Regions from separate parts of the Gossypium hirsutum genome. Here region 2 is linked to region 1. The links are chromatin contacts, called in public Hi-C maps. All regions are on one chromosome and are shown on one strand. The core of a region is the stretch at or near the end of the contact, and the rest is flanking DNA. Distances in the headings are between cores, read along the strand shown. Region 1 has its middle 5.5 kb from the start of LOC107912671. Region 2 holds the start of LOC107912673 (receptor-like protein kinase FERONIA).

Region 1 (3,325 bases), core at 677-3,176:
AATTTATTTTTAATTATCTTGTTCAATTTGATTTTGATTCCAAAATTGTTAGGAAAATCATATTTCCACCATTATAAAATAATTGAAAGTAAAATCCTGAAAACTTATTCAAAATGAGTTTGACGGTAAAAGCATATAAAATCAAATCCTGTATTTAAACACCCCATATGAATGTTAAATTCCATGTCACAGTCCGTTTAAAACAATGCAAAGTCCAAAAGAATTAATAAAATAGTTTAAAAATACGTTTTTAAATGAAAACAAACGACTGCTTCGAATGTTGAGTCTGAGCCCTAACCTCAATAGTTATCTGAAAAGATAGGAAAAAGTAAGGGGTGACGTATAAAACTCAATGTGGTCTTAACACATAAGCAGTATGCAAATTAAACAATAAATAATAACATACAATTTTGCAATATGCAGTACATATCATATAATCAATTTTACAGTGATATCAGTAAGTGTGCAGTATGCAAGTTTAATAGTAAAATTTCCCTACACATCCATCCGCTACACTCCACGGTAAGAGTTCCTTAGAATTTGTCCAACCCTACACACCATAATAGTAGGAGCATAAGCTCGTGTGGATATAACATCAATAGATCTTCGAAAATTACTTAAAAATTCATTTGGACATCCATTAAAGAACTGGAAGATTCTTAAATTTAAAGAATTCTCATTTGTTGCTTGTTTTTAATGAAAATTGATTATTAGAAACTCACTAGCTAAAGTTGAGATTTAATATCTTGCATTTCTAAAATGAATATTGGCTCATTCATCTACCATGTGGACAATTTTGATATTATATGATTTTGATAGATACATCTACAAAATAATTATATGTGTTATTCACTTGCAACCTGTCGTTTGCAAAATTACTTATTTAAATAAATACAGATGTTGACTTCTCTATCTATACTAAGGTGATTTGAAAAACAATACTAATTTAAGATCTAAAAAATATGAAAAATTAAATGAATGACAAATGATTTTTTTTAATGAACTTGAAGGGTGAAATAAGTTTATATTTTAATTATTGAATTTATGTGACGTGGATAAACTTGTGCATCTCCTCCAAGCGGCCTGGAGTTTGCCGGCTTTAACTTGGACAAATGCAGACTTGCACCAGCTTTACGAGGCCGCCTGTCGGACCTTACAATTTGTTTCCATTCTTTTTTTCAATTTTTATTTATAAATCAATATTTAAAACACAATAGCAATTTCAATATTAAAAAAAAAAACACTGTATCAATTTAAAATAGTTTGAATATGAGATATTAAACATTTAGTTTTAAATTTCCAATAGATTATTATTTTTATCTCCAATCATTTAGCACATTAATTTTTCTTTTCTCGATAGCCAATACGAACAATTATTAAGAATTGCAGTAAATAAATTTCTAATATATATCATTAATCCTCCATAGTAGAACAAACATCATATGCATCCTTCCTTAATGATAAGTAAATAAAACAAATTCAACCAAATAAAATTCTAACACACTGTAGTTTTTATATATAATATAAAGTTACGATGAGGAAACATTTCCCTGGAAAAAATTGAAGAGCAAAACTAGAAAGAATTTTAACGAATTACAAAAAAGAAGAATGATAAGGTTACCTTACAATCATCTATTGCGATATAGGTAAAATAAAAAGAAAGAAAAAGGGAAGAATGAAAGAAAGAAGAGGAATTAAATGTTGCAGCCGCAGCAAAGATAGAAGAAGCAGAGAGTGGAGACAAGAACTACGGCTTCTACAACATAAAGAACTCTGAATACCAAATTGTCGATTATCTTCACCTGGAAATCAATGGGTTTCTTCCACTTGAAAGCTGATGAGAGTTTCCAGCTGCCCCAGAACCTCTCCTTCTTCTTTACTGACCAATTCTTCATTCCCATCACCATTATTGGAGAAATTCAAGAGCCACCCAATCTCTCTCTCTGACACGGTTGGAGATAAAAACTAGTGCTTAATGAATGTGTATATATGAGGGTGGGGGTGACAGATAAGGGATCTGATTCGATCACTTTGATTTGCTTAAAAATATAAAGAGAGGCGTTTGCTGGCAAAGGCAGGCAGGTTGGGAAATGGTGGGTAGGGACTATCGAATTTTATTCCTGTGGTTTGAGGGCTGTTCACAACACAACGCTATTAAAAAATATTGGGGTAACTAAGGTGATCCAATTTTTAGGGTATTTTTATTTTGATAAACTTTGTAATATTATCATTTAATTTTTTGGGCGCTTATATTTTAATCCTTTTACAGTTAAATCTCTAATGGGAATTAATTTATACATGACACATCATATTTTTTAAAAATATTATTTTTTAAAATATTGATACACAAAAAAAAATATTAAACACTAAAAGTGAAAATGTGGTACAAAACAAGAAACAAGACTTGAGCAGTCCCTTTAAAACAAAATTAATTGTTAAATCAGACTTGAATTGTACATATAATTTGGAAAATGGTCATAAAATAAAATGTTATTTTAGAATTTGTGACGTGTGTTCTAGCATTAGTGGATTTTAAGCATACTAGGAATAATACAAATGGCATTGGCATAGAGTACTAACAAAATCTATGTATAATGTTTGACCAATTCTAAAGTAATTTAAAATTTTGCTTAAATGAATATTAAATTTTTAAATTTAAATATAATGTTTTATTAACACTGTCAAATATTTATTTCGGGGTTTAATTAATGAATTGGATGGATCCAGTGATGAGCCAGCTAATTTCTCTTCTTTTATAACGGCTGAATGACGTGCTAATGTCCGTTATCTCGGTAGCTTTTCAATCTGCTGTTTAAAAGGTAGTTTACAACGGCTACAGCAGTAATGACAACTTTTGGTGCACCCATATATAAACATAAGAAAATCTATATAACAAAAAGCTTTGTTAAGAAAGCAGATATTAAAGTTGATTGGTGTGTCGCCAGCTCACTTCTTGTTGGGTTTGGAATGTGGAGGTTGGAGGTTGGTATCACTTTAAGTTTAGTTCATAACATGAATTTGATTTAATGTTGTTCATGTGGGGAATCCCCCAATGGACGGTAAATCTCTTATTTCTCCTTTAAGATACCAGGAACAGAAACTTACAATTGCTGGATTTTTTTAAATTTATTTTATAATTTTAAATATAAGTATTTAAGATTTTTTTTCGTATTCCAATTCATTAACTAATTCTTTCTATTTATATTATTGAAAATCAATTCAAACATTTTGAAAAAAAATCTTCAATTATATATAAATTTCGATTCAATATGAATTTTGACATCGATTTCATCTTTTTGAAATATGACTTAAGACAAGCTAAATT
Region 2 (3,328 bases), core at 533-3,032, 63 kb before region 1:
TAATGTAATCCACGCGCTGCACCGATGCAGATTTGTAGCCTCTTTTCCCAGGGAATTGGATTGCAACTGATACCATTACCATGGAGACAATCAGAGAGCGATCCATTGCTCAGGTATTCATAAACAAGGATTGTTTCCCCCTTCTCATTGCAGAATCCAATGAGAGATTCAACATTTAAGTGGTTCAGCTGGCTAAGGAATACCACTTCAGTTCGGAACGCACTCAGACTAAATTTCATGCGTCTGATAGCAACAGTAAAGGTCCCATTATCTATAACCCCTTTGTATACAGATCCAAAATTACTTATACCAAGAATCAAGCCTTCATCGAAGTTGGCAGTCGCAGCTTTGATCTCTGCTAGTGAAAACTGACGAATGCATAGTTCCTCTGGAAGCGTAAAATTTGGTTGACTCCCCCGTCGCGAAACGAAGCCAAATGCCTTTTTAGAGACTTGAAAGAAATGTGAAAGTGACATTGAAGAAATTTCAATGATGGTAGTTGAGAATTGAGGATGGCGATTCACGAGGCTAGAAGAGACTTGGTTAAAATCAATGCCGTCGCTAGGTTTTACCTTACAACATCTGCTCCGTCTAGTGGTTTAATGTTATTCCTTCAAAAATGCACTGACCAACATTAAACCATGCCATCAGTGGCTGCACATCCATCAAACCAGTTTGGGATCAACTGGATACTGTTGGACCTCATCAGATAATATAGACATAGAGGCAAAGTGGTTAGAGCATGGTTTTAGCCAACTTGGTAATGCAAAATGTAACACCCTAACCATATCTGTCGCCGGAATAGGGGTATTGAGTATTTCATTACATATCAATATTCATTATAAAACAAATCAAAATCATATATACTGTCTTTTATACGAGCCTCAGAACTTGAAATACGCATTAGAAACAAGTTGGAACTAAACCGGTAACTTAGAGAATTTTTCTGAAAAAAAAAAAGAAGAAAAATTTCAAAGCTGAAGGGTCACCACTGAAAAAAAATCGGCTGTTACACAAAATGTACTAACATTTGTGTTATCCACATGGGCAATGGTATTCTCGCAACAAGTTTGTTAATGAGGGTTTTAGTTAATCGGGTTCAGATATGGTTAGCTTAATTAAATCTTATCTGATGAAACTCAAGGCACTGACCAATTTCAGATTACCCTCTGCATCTCTTCGGACTGTGAGTTAGGACCCCCTTGTGTTAAAATAAATTTTGATGTTGGATTTCAGCTTGCAACAAATTTATCAGGATTGTAGTTAGAAATCATGAAGGACTGGTTATGGTAGCTTCTGCGTTGAAAAATAGTAACGTATCGGGTTCTTTTGCAGCAACAGATTTAGCGGCAATTCAAGTGCTCCAGTTTGCTTCCGATTAGGGTTTCAATCACGTTGAACTCGAGAGAGAGAGCTTGACAATTCTACAGAAGTCGAAAGCTGTAGAAAATAATAGATCCGTAATCAGTGCTTATATCATATTGATGGGAAAATTATTTCAAGACAATTTCATACTTTAAGTTCTCATATACTCAAAGATTTGGAAACACTGTAGCTATTTACTAGCAAAGAAAGGACTCACGGTAAACGAGAATACTTACTAGATGGAGGAAGCTTCGCCAGACTTGCTATCGCACTTGAGGTTGACCGCCGTGGAGTAGACCCTCCAGATTGAGCACTTAGCAATCGAAAACGACAATGGAATGCTTCGAAAGACGATTTCATGGGGGAAAATGGATTGCATGTTATTTTTTCATCATAAATCTTCCACCAATATCTTTTAATCGCGCTTTTTAATAACTTGATAAAAAAAAAAACTATTGGTATATGTATATATAAAACAAGCTTTAAAATTTTAAAATATATAATTTTTTTAAAAAAGAAACATACTTTATACTTAAAATTTGGAGGAAAAATAATAAATAATTTTTTTCTTCTTCTCTTGCCATACACCAATAAGGAAAATAATGATAAAAATCTTTTCATTTTTTCTTTTCTTTTTATATATATATATATATAATATTACTTATAAAATTTTATTATTTTAAGTAAAATATTAAATAAATATTAAATTATTATTATTTAAAAAATATATAATTCAAAAATCATCATGAGTAATTTAGCTTCTTTAAAAATATTTTTCTTTGTCTTTATCAAGAATAATTTTTTTAATATTATTTTTAATACTAAAAGAATATTGGAGGGCCTACTTGTATTGTCACGAGGGTTATAATTTATATACAAAAGGGGAAATTGCAAATATCTTAAACATTGGGGGGCCTACTTATATTTTTGGGAGAGTCATAGTATATTTACAAAAGACTAAATTGAAAAAAAATTAAACTTTGGATGCCCCCTAGACCTCTACTTGGCTCTGTCGTTGAGCTGAATTTCTTTGCTTTAGATAAGGATAAAACTAAAGAATTCTTTTATTTTTGGGTAAATTCATAATTAGTCACTAAACTATGGGTCAATTTTCGTTTTTGTCATTTAACTAAGAAAAGATACAGTTTGGTTATTGAATTATTTAAAAATTTTCATTTAAGCCACTAATCTATTTAAATTTTTTTAATTAAGTCATTGGACTATTAAGTTGTTTGTTTTTAAGTTCTACTTGCAAACTGTTAAAAAAAAGAACGTTGATAATGACAATATATCACAAAGTAAAGATAAAGAAAAATAAAGAACACATAGATTTTACATGAAAACTCTTTTAGGAAAAAAAACCACGGGCAGAGGATAAGATAATTCACTAAATCGAATTCGAATGATTACAAGAAGAGTAGACTATGTCTATTTATAGGCTTGTAAAACCATATTCTAATAGAAGGAGTGTAGTTAGATTGAAACACCTTATTCTAATCAACATCAAATATATGAAGTGTAATAAGATTGAAAAACCTTATTCTAAAATAAAATAAAAGAAGTGTAGTTTTATATGGATTTTACTTTTATTTTATTTTATCACTATATTTTATTTTAATAAGGATTCAGGTCACTCAATTCTAACACAAACGACGATTCTGCAATCGATATGGTGGATCAGTCCTCATCGACAAGTAGAAAAACATACCTCAGATCCAATTTGGTCTAACGATCAATGTTGGAGATCAAAGAAAAAAATTGTTTGAATTTTGGTTCGCTGATTCGTGACGATAAAAAGAACTAAACTGTAGAAGAGAATGGGAAAGAGAGCTTTTGATTGGTGCAAGTAACGCGAACAGAGAAAGCCATATAGCATCAATTTTAATAGCACAGTGGCTTAAATGAAATTGAATAGTTCAGTGATCAATTTGTAATTTTTTTAATAAGTGATCAAAACAAAAAT

What was found. Hi-C and Micro-C count contacts between places; a contact is called where the count stands out from the background.
Region 2: a Hi-C map of fibers shows a contact between it and region 1, with 1.5 times the contacts expected there. The contact joins the promoter of LOC107912673 here to the enhancer-like site in region 1. A contact is called at or near these places in 8 of 34 Hi-C or Micro-C datasets (anther, cotyledon, fibers and 2 more).

Annotation. Positions count from the first base shown.
Region 1 is chrD11:17,455,067-17,458,391 of Gossypium_hirsutum_v2.1, reverse strand. No RefSeq gene overlaps it. Among protein-coding and RNA genes, the nearest start is that of LOC107912671, 5.5 kb to the right of the region's middle. Within about 2 kb of position 1,926, at least 5 of the 9 cell types and tissues checked have an H3K27ac peak or open chromatin away from gene starts, as enhancers often do. A contact at or near this core is called in cotyledon and fibers, where this site is marked.
Region 2 is chrD11:17,517,735-17,521,062 of Gossypium_hirsutum_v2.1, reverse strand. It overlaps LOC107912673 (receptor-like protein kinase FERONIA), which reads right to left and starts at 1,782. Exons shown (of 2, transcript XM_041106328.1): 1 at 1,602-1,782; 2 at 1-1,440. The coding sequence starts at 476.